3 separate regions of the Mus musculus genome follow, and all the other regions are linked to region 3. The links are chromatin contacts, called in public Hi-C maps. All regions are on one chromosome and are shown on one strand. The core of a region is the stretch at or near the end of the contact, and the rest is flanking DNA. Distances in the headings are between cores, read along the strand shown.

Region 1 (3,172 bases), core at 434-2,933, 150 kb before region 3:
TGTCTGGGACTGGGGGAGAGGGGTAGGGTCAGGGATAATAACTGCCCTGCGTTGGAGGGTTCTCGTTATCTGGCCAAGACGTCAGGACCCTTCTTTCCCCGGGATTGCATCAAGCAGCCCTGAGGCGAGGCTCCAGCCGGTGGATGAAAGGCTTTGGGAGGCCAGGGCACAGGAAACGCGACAACCCAATGTAATTGAAAACGACTGTCTGAGAACTAGCAAGCTGGATGGGAATAACAAGCTGTCCCCTGGCTTCCCATCCAGCTTGCTGTTAGGAAGCCTAATGGCTGGTTTGTCACGCTGAAGGAAGGGGGCTACAGAAAGGCCAGCTTCGACTGTACATCTTGACCAATAGAATAGGACCTTTTTTTTTTTTTAAACCAAAGCTCCATTCTGAATGTCTGGTTAGGAGACTGTTTCCCATGTATCTCCTTCCTTCCTGCCTTTCATGCCCTTCTTTAATATCGTTGCCAAGTCATATAGCTCTCTGCGCCTCATTTCAGCAGCACATTGAGGCAGACAAATACTTGCCTTTCCCCCGCAGGGGACTCCTCAGTGCCATGCGTTAGACCCAGACATGCATTTTATTTTCTAAGCACCATGTTTTTTTAAAACTGATTAGCAGTTCGGTATTTACAGAGTGTATCTCAGAAATTAACCTTACGGTTTCTAAGGACTCCAAGACAGGCCCCCACCACGGGAAAGGGCGGACGGGCAGGTCCCTCTGTGCATGTCCGAGCCCTTCCATCTCCGTTTCTCTCCCCTTTATAGGAACACTGCTTCAAGCTTAAAATGGGAATTTCAGTATTTGAGACGTTTTGAGTTGAAAGGGAAGGTAGAGAAGATTCAGGTTGAATGGACATGCCAGTTGATCAAATAGACTTTAAGGTCTTCCAAGAATGTTCTGGTGTGTCTAGACACTCAAAAGTAGCTATTTACTTCTTTCTCACTTGGACTCTGTATGGGATGACTCCCTCCCCTTTCTTCTTAGAAACCCCCACCCCCTTCTCATTGGCAGCATTGTTGAGTCAAGGACCTGTGGCTAGTGACATTAAAGTTTAAATAGATGGCCAAGGATCTGCATATCTAAGCAGTCCTGGTCACGGTGTGGTCCTGCCTACCACTGACCCATCAGTATTTGGGCTTCTGTCTCATCCTGTAAGTTGTCAGACAAGTCCTTAGAACTGTGTGAACTCTCTTTCTGGGAGACACATTCCCACCCTGGCTGGCATCCTCTCTCATTTTCCCAGAGTGAGGTTCCTGGGGGAAATTCCCAGTTATTGGGGTCCACTGTTAGAATAGTCTGATGGCTTGAGAGACCCAGGTGTCTCTTTCAGACATCTTCCTATCTCCCAGGTAGGCCCCAAGAACAGAGACCAGGTAAGCTCTAGACACAGCTGTTGTCCAAAGTGTGGCTGGTTCAAAATAAAACTGTAGTTTTGATTTTCCCCCGCTGTTATTAACTTCAGTTAGATGACTCACAGATGGCGGAATTCACCCAGCATCTCTAGGGCATTCACATAGAGAAAATGTGCTCATGGCCACTTTACCAGGGAGGAGGGAGGGTTGAGAAGTCCCGGGGCTCGTGTGGGGCTCCAGGCTTTTGTGCTCATTGGGTTCTGCTCTGCCATGAGCTCCAGCATTGACTGCATCTGTCTGCTGTCACAGGCAGTGTGAGTCAGCTCCTCCTTAAGAACGGAACAGGCAAAGCTCAGTCGTCGGCATGGTGAGGAGTTATCTCGCTTTCAAATAAGCAGACGGACAGGTTGGCTCTAGCCTCCCACCTCACCCCGCTCCTCTTTCTGCCCCCTTGGTCCAGGGCTGGTAAAGCAGCTCTTGGTACGACATGCTCTGTGCCATGGTGAGGGACAGATTAAAAGAGCTGGTGGAAGTCTTTTAAGAATTCTGCCTGGCAGTTGGGGGGTGGTGCACACCTTTAATCCTGGCACTTAGGAGGCAGAGGCAGGTGGATCTTTGTGAGTTTGAGGCCAGCCTGGTCTACAGAGTTCCAGGACAGCCAAGGCTACACAGAGAAACCCTGTCTTGAAAATCAACCATAAAACCAAATAACAACAACAACAAAGAGAATTCGGCATGGCAAGACTTGGGATCTATCAGTTGGTAGAATGCTTGCAAGTTCAAGTCTGACCCAAACTGCACGAGCCCTTCTCTCTCTCTCTCTCTCTCTCTCTCTCTCTCTCTAATCATGCTGAGCTCTGGCATCTTTCTGTTCACTCTGTTCCCATTGTTCCCATTGTTCAGCGGAGTGAATGGCAGACACTGGCACTGTGCAGAGGAAAACACTTGGCTCATGAATCAGGTTGTAAAGATCTAGAGGGAAGGTTCACTACTGTCTCTCTGCCACAGGCACTCATGGTTGTTTCTCAGTTTTACGAGGCTGCTGGCCTAGACCAAACTGCTGTGCCCAAACAGCAGGATCAAACACAAATGGGGAAAAAGTCAAGGAGATGATTCCTTGTGATATTCTGCTGTGCTCATAGACTGGTGTCTTAGCCCTAAGTCACCAGAGAGGCTTCATCCAGCAGCTGATGGAAACAGACGCAGAGACCCACAGCCACACATTAGGCGGAGCTTGGGGAATCCTGCACATGAGAGGGAGGAGGAGTTATAGGGGTCAAGGACACCACAAGAAGCCCCACAGAATCAACTAAACTGGACCCTCGGGGACTCAATCCTTTGAGTCTGGCCCCTTTCTGAAGAGAAATGGAAGAGGAATGGATAGGGGAGGGGCTGACAGGGAAGGGACTGGGAGGAGATGAAGGAACGTTCCTTTTACCTTTGACCTTACACACACACACACACACACACACACACACACACACACACACACGCACACATGCGCATGCTATCCTGGCTAGTTAGTTCCTGTCAGCTTGAAGCAAACTACTGACTTCTGGGAAGAGGAACTCCGAATTGAGGAAATGCCTCCATCAGATTGGCTTGTAGGCAATCCTTTGGGGGTATTTTCTTGGTTAGTGATTGCTATTGAAGGGCCCAGCCCACCGTGAGGGTGACGCCCTTGGGCAGGTGATCCTAGGGTGTATATGAAAGAGTCTGAGTGAGACAGTAAGCAGCATTCTTCCTTGGGCTGTGATTTGAATGTAGAAAACAGACCCTTCCCTCCCCAAGTTGGATTTTGTTTTTAGTCTTT
Region 2 (2,952 bases), core at 11-2,510, 130 kb before region 3:
GCCATTGATACCCACACTCCTTCACTTACATGAGTAATGTGTTCACCAGAAGTGGGTTAGGCTCAGCTACACAGCTACACTCACTCTTCTTTCCCACTGTCTGGTCCATGTATTGTCAGAAAACTCCTTAAACCTTAGGAATGGATAATGTCCTTCAAAGATGCCAAGCCCATTAGATCAACGGGCCCACAGGAAGGAAACACAGCATGCCAAGTCCCGTCTTGGTTAACGTTCTGCTGCTGTAATAAACACCATGACCAAAAGCAGGTTGGTGGGGTAGGCGGTTTATCTCAGCTTGCACTTCCACATCACAGTTCATCATTGAAGGAAATCAGAGCAGGAACTCAAGCAGGACCCTGGAAGCAGGAACTGAAGTAGAAGCCATGCAGGAACAGTGCTTTCCTGGCTTGCTCTGCCTGCCTCCTTATATAGCCCAGGCCCACCTGCCTAGGGGCAGTACCGCCCACAGTGGACTTGGCTCTCCCACATCAATCATTAATCAACCATTTATCGAAAGTGCCCTCTACAGTCATGGCTACAGGCCAGCCTGATGGAGGCTGTTCCTCAGCTGAGGGTCCCTCCTTCCAGCTGCTTTGTGTTAAGCTGACAAAACTGAACCAGCTCAGCTCCTCACTCTGACATCTGGTTCATGCATCCATCTCCATCACTTCTCCCGTCATCCCCTTCGTCCCTAGATACAACTGCTACAAAGGATTAATGGTTTGTGAAACCCATCCCCCAGTGAGACCCGCCCTATGTCTTGCCCATCTCAGGGTATGATGTCCAGGGCAGTCCAGTTGGCTTTTACTCTGTGGAAGGCCAGACTCTGAACACATGGCATCAAAAGTTGGCAGAACAGTTTCTGGTACCGCCATTATGTATGCATCAGGAGCTGAGGGGAGAGGACACATAGCTTCAGGGCCAGAGACACTGTGGGCTTGTTTGAAACTTGTGATTTTTTTTTCTCCTCTTTTATCTTCTAGGCAGACAGATCTTTCTAGACAATTGAAAAGACCCGTCAGGCCCAATTACTTTGAAAAATTCTCATTGTTTCTGTCCATTACCATCTCTCACCCGCCCTTTCCCTTGTGAAATTTAATGGGGGTGTGGGTAAAGGGGTGGGGGCTTGAAGATAAACAGAGCAGAGCACCCAGGCTCTGGGAGATCTCCTGTCTGTTGTTTCTGAGACTCCACTGCCCTTTTGTGTTGTGGCGCTGGCTCAGGCTTCTGGAGGCCACAGCTGCCTTCACTGAACTATTGCAGATGGGAATCTGGTTCAAAGAGGCGGGGCATAGGGAGGGGCCTTCTTTGACATCCATCCAGAAAGAGGCTGGGAGGCGGGGCATCAGGCGGGGCCTTCTTGGACATCCGTCCAGAAAGCCAGGCTTGATTTTCTGCTCAAGCTTCTCCTCCGGTCTTTTCCTGTGCACATGTAAAATTTTTACCTACTTGTCTTATTTATTTATTTTTGAGTTCTGGGATGTTGTCTCACTGTGTAACACAGGTTAGCCCTGAGCGCTTGGGTTCCGTCAGCTTTTCTCTTCTTGGCTTCCCAAGTAGCTGGGATGTCGGACACATGCCACTGTCAACAGGCACATGCGGCCGCCGCCAGGTTTTCCTGATCACTTTGCTGTAGTGAATGTCTCAATGTCTAAATGACATTTTCGCTTTCCGGACCACAGTTGATGATTATTGACCATGACAGAGAAAAACCCCAAATAAGTTCTAGGTTCCACTGTGTATTTACAGGGCAGGGCCCACTCTGTAATGTCCTAGGAGATTGGGGGTGATTAGCAGGAAGAGATCTGGCAGAAGGTAGTGGCTTTTAGACTAATCCGGGCCCTTCTGCCAGCTGCCCTCACTCGCTTCACTTCCTGGTTCTCAGAGTTCTCTGGTTTGAACATCTGTTCTCATTCTCCACTCGTGGGTATGGACTGCTTGCCCCGTGTACAAATCACTCTCTTATTGGTCTCTCCCAGCCCTGATGATCTCCCAGCCCTGATGCTTTCTTATCGTTGCGTTGTTGTAACAAACCACTATACATTTGGATGACTTTAAACCACATCCATCTACCTTCTCAGCAGAGATATCCAGTGTGAGTGGGGATGTGTTCCTTCTGATGCCTCCTCCTAGATTCTAGTCTCTCCCATCTCTCTAACCTGTAGCTCCCACACTTCTGTTTTTTTTTTTCTCTGTGTTGTCTCCATATTTGCTTTGAGGCTCACCCTAACATGATCTCATCTTAATGACGTCAGTGAGGATTCTAGTTCCCCAAAAGGTCATGTTCTATAGTTCCAGGTCATATCAGTTTGGAGAGGACACTGTTCAGTCTGCCCCAGCCCCAGCCTACATGGTGTCAGGTTTTGACCCTTCTGCATGTAATATATCCATGGGCAAAGATCCACCAGCCTTGAACCTGCAGGCTCCTGGGGAAGATGGTAGCTGCATCATCACCAGATATCTACGTATGAGCCAGGGCCACCTCCCTGTGCCAGCTTTTCTGATCCCTCATCTGTGTCCCTGGTCTAGACTTCTACCTAAAGACACAGTCAGCACACACCTGGTCCTGTTGTCTGGCAGCCTCTGCTTCTCCCTGCAGTCCCTGCCTCTGGTAGGATTTCACACTGGGCCATGCATGCATCTGCTGCCCACCAGGATGCAGTAGACCTTTGCTTTAGCAGGGGCAGCGGAGCAGTGGGTAAAGCCTACACCCCGTACAGAGAACTACAGTTCCCTAAGAGGTGTCTGGCTCTTGTCACACGCAGCTCTGTCCCCAGCATTGGCATCCTACCCGCAACGCCACCTCTTTGGGCTTTCAGCCTCTGTTCCTCTGAATCTCCACAGGGAAATTGTTATGACTTAGCTTTGCACCCAAGTTTTCCATTTTATCAGCTCTGAGGGTAGGCGCCTAGATCTCTTCAATTTGATGGCCCCCTTGGCCACACAATCCTA
Region 3 (3,205 bases), core at 669-3,168:
AGACTCATTATCGTCCAGGCCATTATCATCCAGGCCGCATGCTCAGACTTCAGCGTGATGCGGTCGATCATCATTAACAGAAGCAGCAGACAACATAATTTGTGAGTGGGCATTTAAGCCAGAAGCAGCATTAAAATCAGCATAATCTAGGCTACAGGGGAGCGATGGAAACCAGACCATCTAAGAAAACTCAGAACAGGGCGGACTTTTTACATTTGGCCTGTAAAGGTCAGCCAAGCATAAGGGCAGTCAGCCGGGGATGGCGGTGCTGATGGTGGTGCGGATGGCGGTACGGATGGCGGTGCTGAATACCCAGGAAGCCCCCAATGTGTTCTCAAGGCGGATGGACAGTGGCTATCAAGACAGACTCCCCTAGTGCTCAGGAGGGAAGCTGAAAGGGTTCCTGGGAGGCAGGTTGAAGAGAAAGCACATCCTCCACACAGTGGCCTGTCTCCACCCAGCCTGGTGCAGACTCAGGACAGGGCTCCAGAGGTGCTGGACAAAGCCACCTGGCTAAACTGGGATGGCTTGGGAAGGTGGGAAGGGGACGCTGGAGCCGTGGGACGGATTCCACCACAGAGCAAAGTGTTTGCTGACCTCGAGTACGAACTTCAGTAACCCTGAGGAGAGGAGGAAAGGACGGAGCCCTGCTGGAGAGAAGAAAAAGGAAATCTCAGAGAGATGAATGCAGACCACGAGTGTTCTTAGTTTAGGAGAACAGTTGAAGATCAGGTGGCAGGGAGCCACAGGTGATTCACGTGACAGTGATGGAAGAAAGAGGGAGGAGCTGCTATGAGTGTGTGTGTGTGTGTGTGTGTGTGTGTGTGTGTGTGTGTGTGTGTGTGAGAGAGAGAGAGAGAGAGACTATTCCGCACAGGCAGACAGCTACCCTACAACAGAGATTGCAAAAGGTCTGCCCCTCTCTGAGGATGCTGGCAGTTCCCAGCCACCCACTCCAGGAAGCAACTGATGTTCCACAGAGTTCTGTGTTGCGGATCCAGATGTGTTGCGGATCCAGATGCCAGATGCCACTGAAGATAGATTTGTTATGTGTGTGTGGGTGGGGTGCTGGGGGTGCAGGAGTCCTGGGGTCAATTTCGGGTTACCGGGCTTGACCTCAAGCACCTACTGAGCCACCTCACGTCCCTCAATCCAGCTTTTACTTGATTCTGGCTTCCAGTGCGCTCGCTATAGTCCGGGGGAATGTGAATATAGACACAGCTAACCAAGTCTGGCCCTGCACTAATTTCTATAAATGGAGGTTTTCTTGAGACACACGTTCGCCAATCTTTTCACATGCTGTCTCTGGCTCCTTGGCTACAATGACTGAGTGAAGAGTTGACGTAGACTTCTAAAGGCTGAAAATACTCTCTGACTTTTTACATAAAGTTCATGGACTTAGACATAGTGGACACAGCCCATAGCTTTTACCCAAGTTCACTGCTGAGCCCTCACTGTCTCTCCGTGACCTCATGGGTACTATTTGCAATGCATCTCAGAGGGAGGGAGTCTCACCTCTCTCCAGCAATGTTAACCACCACCACCAACAGAGAAGAGAGAGGTAAATATTATCAAAAAGGCACTCTCATTCCTCTCAGCAGTTCAGTTAAGACAAGAGACATAGGCAGAAAGCAGCCAGCCTAGAACTGGTGTGTCACTACTGCCACCAGGTGTCTACAGGCTGCTACTGCACCTCAGTGTCCTACTGGATCAGTGGCAGGGATCAAAAATCAGCGCCCAGGGGGCATGTGGTGGCATAGACCTATAATCCCATCCTTTGGGAAACTGAGGTAGGAGGATTTATATAAGTTCAAGATCAGGTGGGTCACATCACATGTAAATTATCAGATGAGCTAGGTACCTCGCCAAATTAGGTCTCAAAAGGGGGGAGGGAAGATTGGCCAAGGATACAGCTCAGTTGATAGACTGTGTGTCTAGCATGCACAGGGTCCCGGGATTAATCACCAGCATGGAGTAAAGCAGGCATGGTGGGCCGCATCTGTAAATCCCAGCACTTAAGAAGAGAGAAGGTGAATTTAGTGCTGTCCTCAGCTGTATAGTGAGTTTGAAGCTAGCCTAAGACACATGAGAGAGACACTGTCTTAAAAAAAAAAAAAAAACCAAACCCAAAACCTGTCCTCTGAGTAAGGAAGAGTCAGCCAGGCATGAGCAGTCTGTGGGCCAAGGGAAACACGTCTTAGCTTAGTGTTGCTTTCTGATCTGGTCCCTCCGTGGTTTCTTTTGGCTCCAACCACAAAGAAATGCCGAAGCCCGTATGTCCTTGGGGAGTCGGATGATTAAAGTGGTTTTCCTTTTCAGAAGTATCATTAAGAGGAGACCACACCTCTCAGCCCTCACTTCAAGGTACACATAACTCGAACCAGAAGGGAGAGCGAGTGAAGCAATCTTATGCTTAGACGTTGTGCTTTGCACCCCGTTTCCAGCTTTGGCGAGGGGGTGTTTATAGCCTGGACCGATGGCTCCGACCGGTGTCCGGCTGCAGGGCTGTGCAGAACGGGCAGTGCTGGCTGCAGATCGGACAACCCACAAACGGGCCTCCCCTGGTTCCCTGCACTTCGTGCTGCATGCCCCGGCCGGCTGCTGGTGCCCAGTGTTCAGACACTTAATCAAGGATGTCTGCTGGGTTAACCACCACTTTCAGACCAAGTCTGTGCCTGTTCCAAGTCTGCATCTGATAGCAGATCAAAGAGTAGAGACCATAAACGACATACATCTTTCGAGCTATAAAACACAGGCGTTGCTATATGACCAATCATGGGATGTGGGGGTCAGAACACACTCGTGGAGTAGCGATGGCTTTGTTTTCCTGTCTCACCGAGCTTCTGAGGAGCAGCCTGTGATAGCTGCTCCCAGCAAGAATCCACAGAGTGCGTGCTTGCCTCTATGGGCACCAAGTTCACCTGCCTTTTAGGGACATTCCAGGGAGACCCTCCCTGTCCCCGGGTTGTTGCTGTGGAGCTCCCCCTGCCCTCTGTCTTAGCCTCTCTGGAAACCTTCTCTAGGCTGAGGTATAGCTGGTGAGTTAGCAAGAGGGTGTGCAGGCAAAAGTGCGATGCCTTTTACCCTGCCGGCCCCTCTCCTCACCACAGCCCTTCACTCGACTCCCCTGCTGCAGGCCTTTATCTGCACCCAAAGATCTTGTCCTCCGTTTCACCTAAGCGAGCCAGCCTTTCTCCCATGTAGC

Evidence for each region. Hi-C and Micro-C count contacts between places; a contact is called where the count stands out from the background.
Region 1: a contact with region 3 is called in a Hi-C map of the N1E-115 cell line, with 8 times the contacts expected there. The contact joins two enhancer-like sites. A contact is called at or near these places in 5 of 484 Hi-C or Micro-C datasets (the N1E-115 cell line, cerebellar granule neurons, cerebellum and 2 more), 2 of 115 datasets of contacts at active chromatin or transcription factors (embryonic stem cells and kidney) and 1 of 9 other capture datasets (embryonic stem cells).
Region 2: a contact with region 3 is called in a Hi-C map of the N1E-115 cell line, with 6 times the contacts expected there. The contact joins two enhancer-like sites. A contact is called at or near these places in 12 of 484 Hi-C or Micro-C datasets (the N1E-115 cell line, Th17 cells, cerebral cortex and 7 more) and 3 of 115 datasets of contacts at active chromatin or transcription factors (differentiating embryonic stem cells, embryonic forebrain and embryonic stem cells).

Annotation. Positions count from the first base shown.
Region 1 is chr11:113,449,957-113,453,128 of GRCm38.p6, reverse strand. The region is part of intron 5 of Slc39a11 (solute carrier family 39 (metal ion transporter), member 11); the gene reads left to right. Among named protein-coding and RNA genes, the nearest start is that of Gm51928, 7.2 kb to the left of the region's middle. Within about 2 kb of position 1,683, at least 39 of the 459 cell types and tissues checked have an H3K27ac peak or open chromatin away from gene starts, as enhancers often do. A contact at or near this core is called in the N1E-115 cell line, where this site is marked.
Region 2 is chr11:113,429,644-113,432,595 of GRCm38.p6, reverse strand. The region is part of intron 5 of Slc39a11 (solute carrier family 39 (metal ion transporter), member 11); the gene reads left to right. Among named protein-coding and RNA genes, the nearest start is that of Gm51928, 28 kb to the left of the region's middle. Within about 2 kb of position 1,260, at least 20 of the 459 cell types and tissues checked have an H3K27ac peak or open chromatin away from gene starts, as enhancers often do. A contact at or near this core is called in the N1E-115 cell line, where this site is marked.
Region 3 is chr11:113,296,449-113,299,653 of GRCm38.p6, reverse strand. The region is part of intron 7 of Slc39a11 (solute carrier family 39 (metal ion transporter), member 11); the gene reads left to right. Among named protein-coding and RNA genes, the nearest start is that of Gm51927, 11 kb to the left of the region's middle. Within about 2 kb of position 1,918, at least 36 of the 459 cell types and tissues checked have an H3K27ac peak or open chromatin away from gene starts, as enhancers often do. A contact at or near this core is called in the N1E-115 cell line, where this site is marked.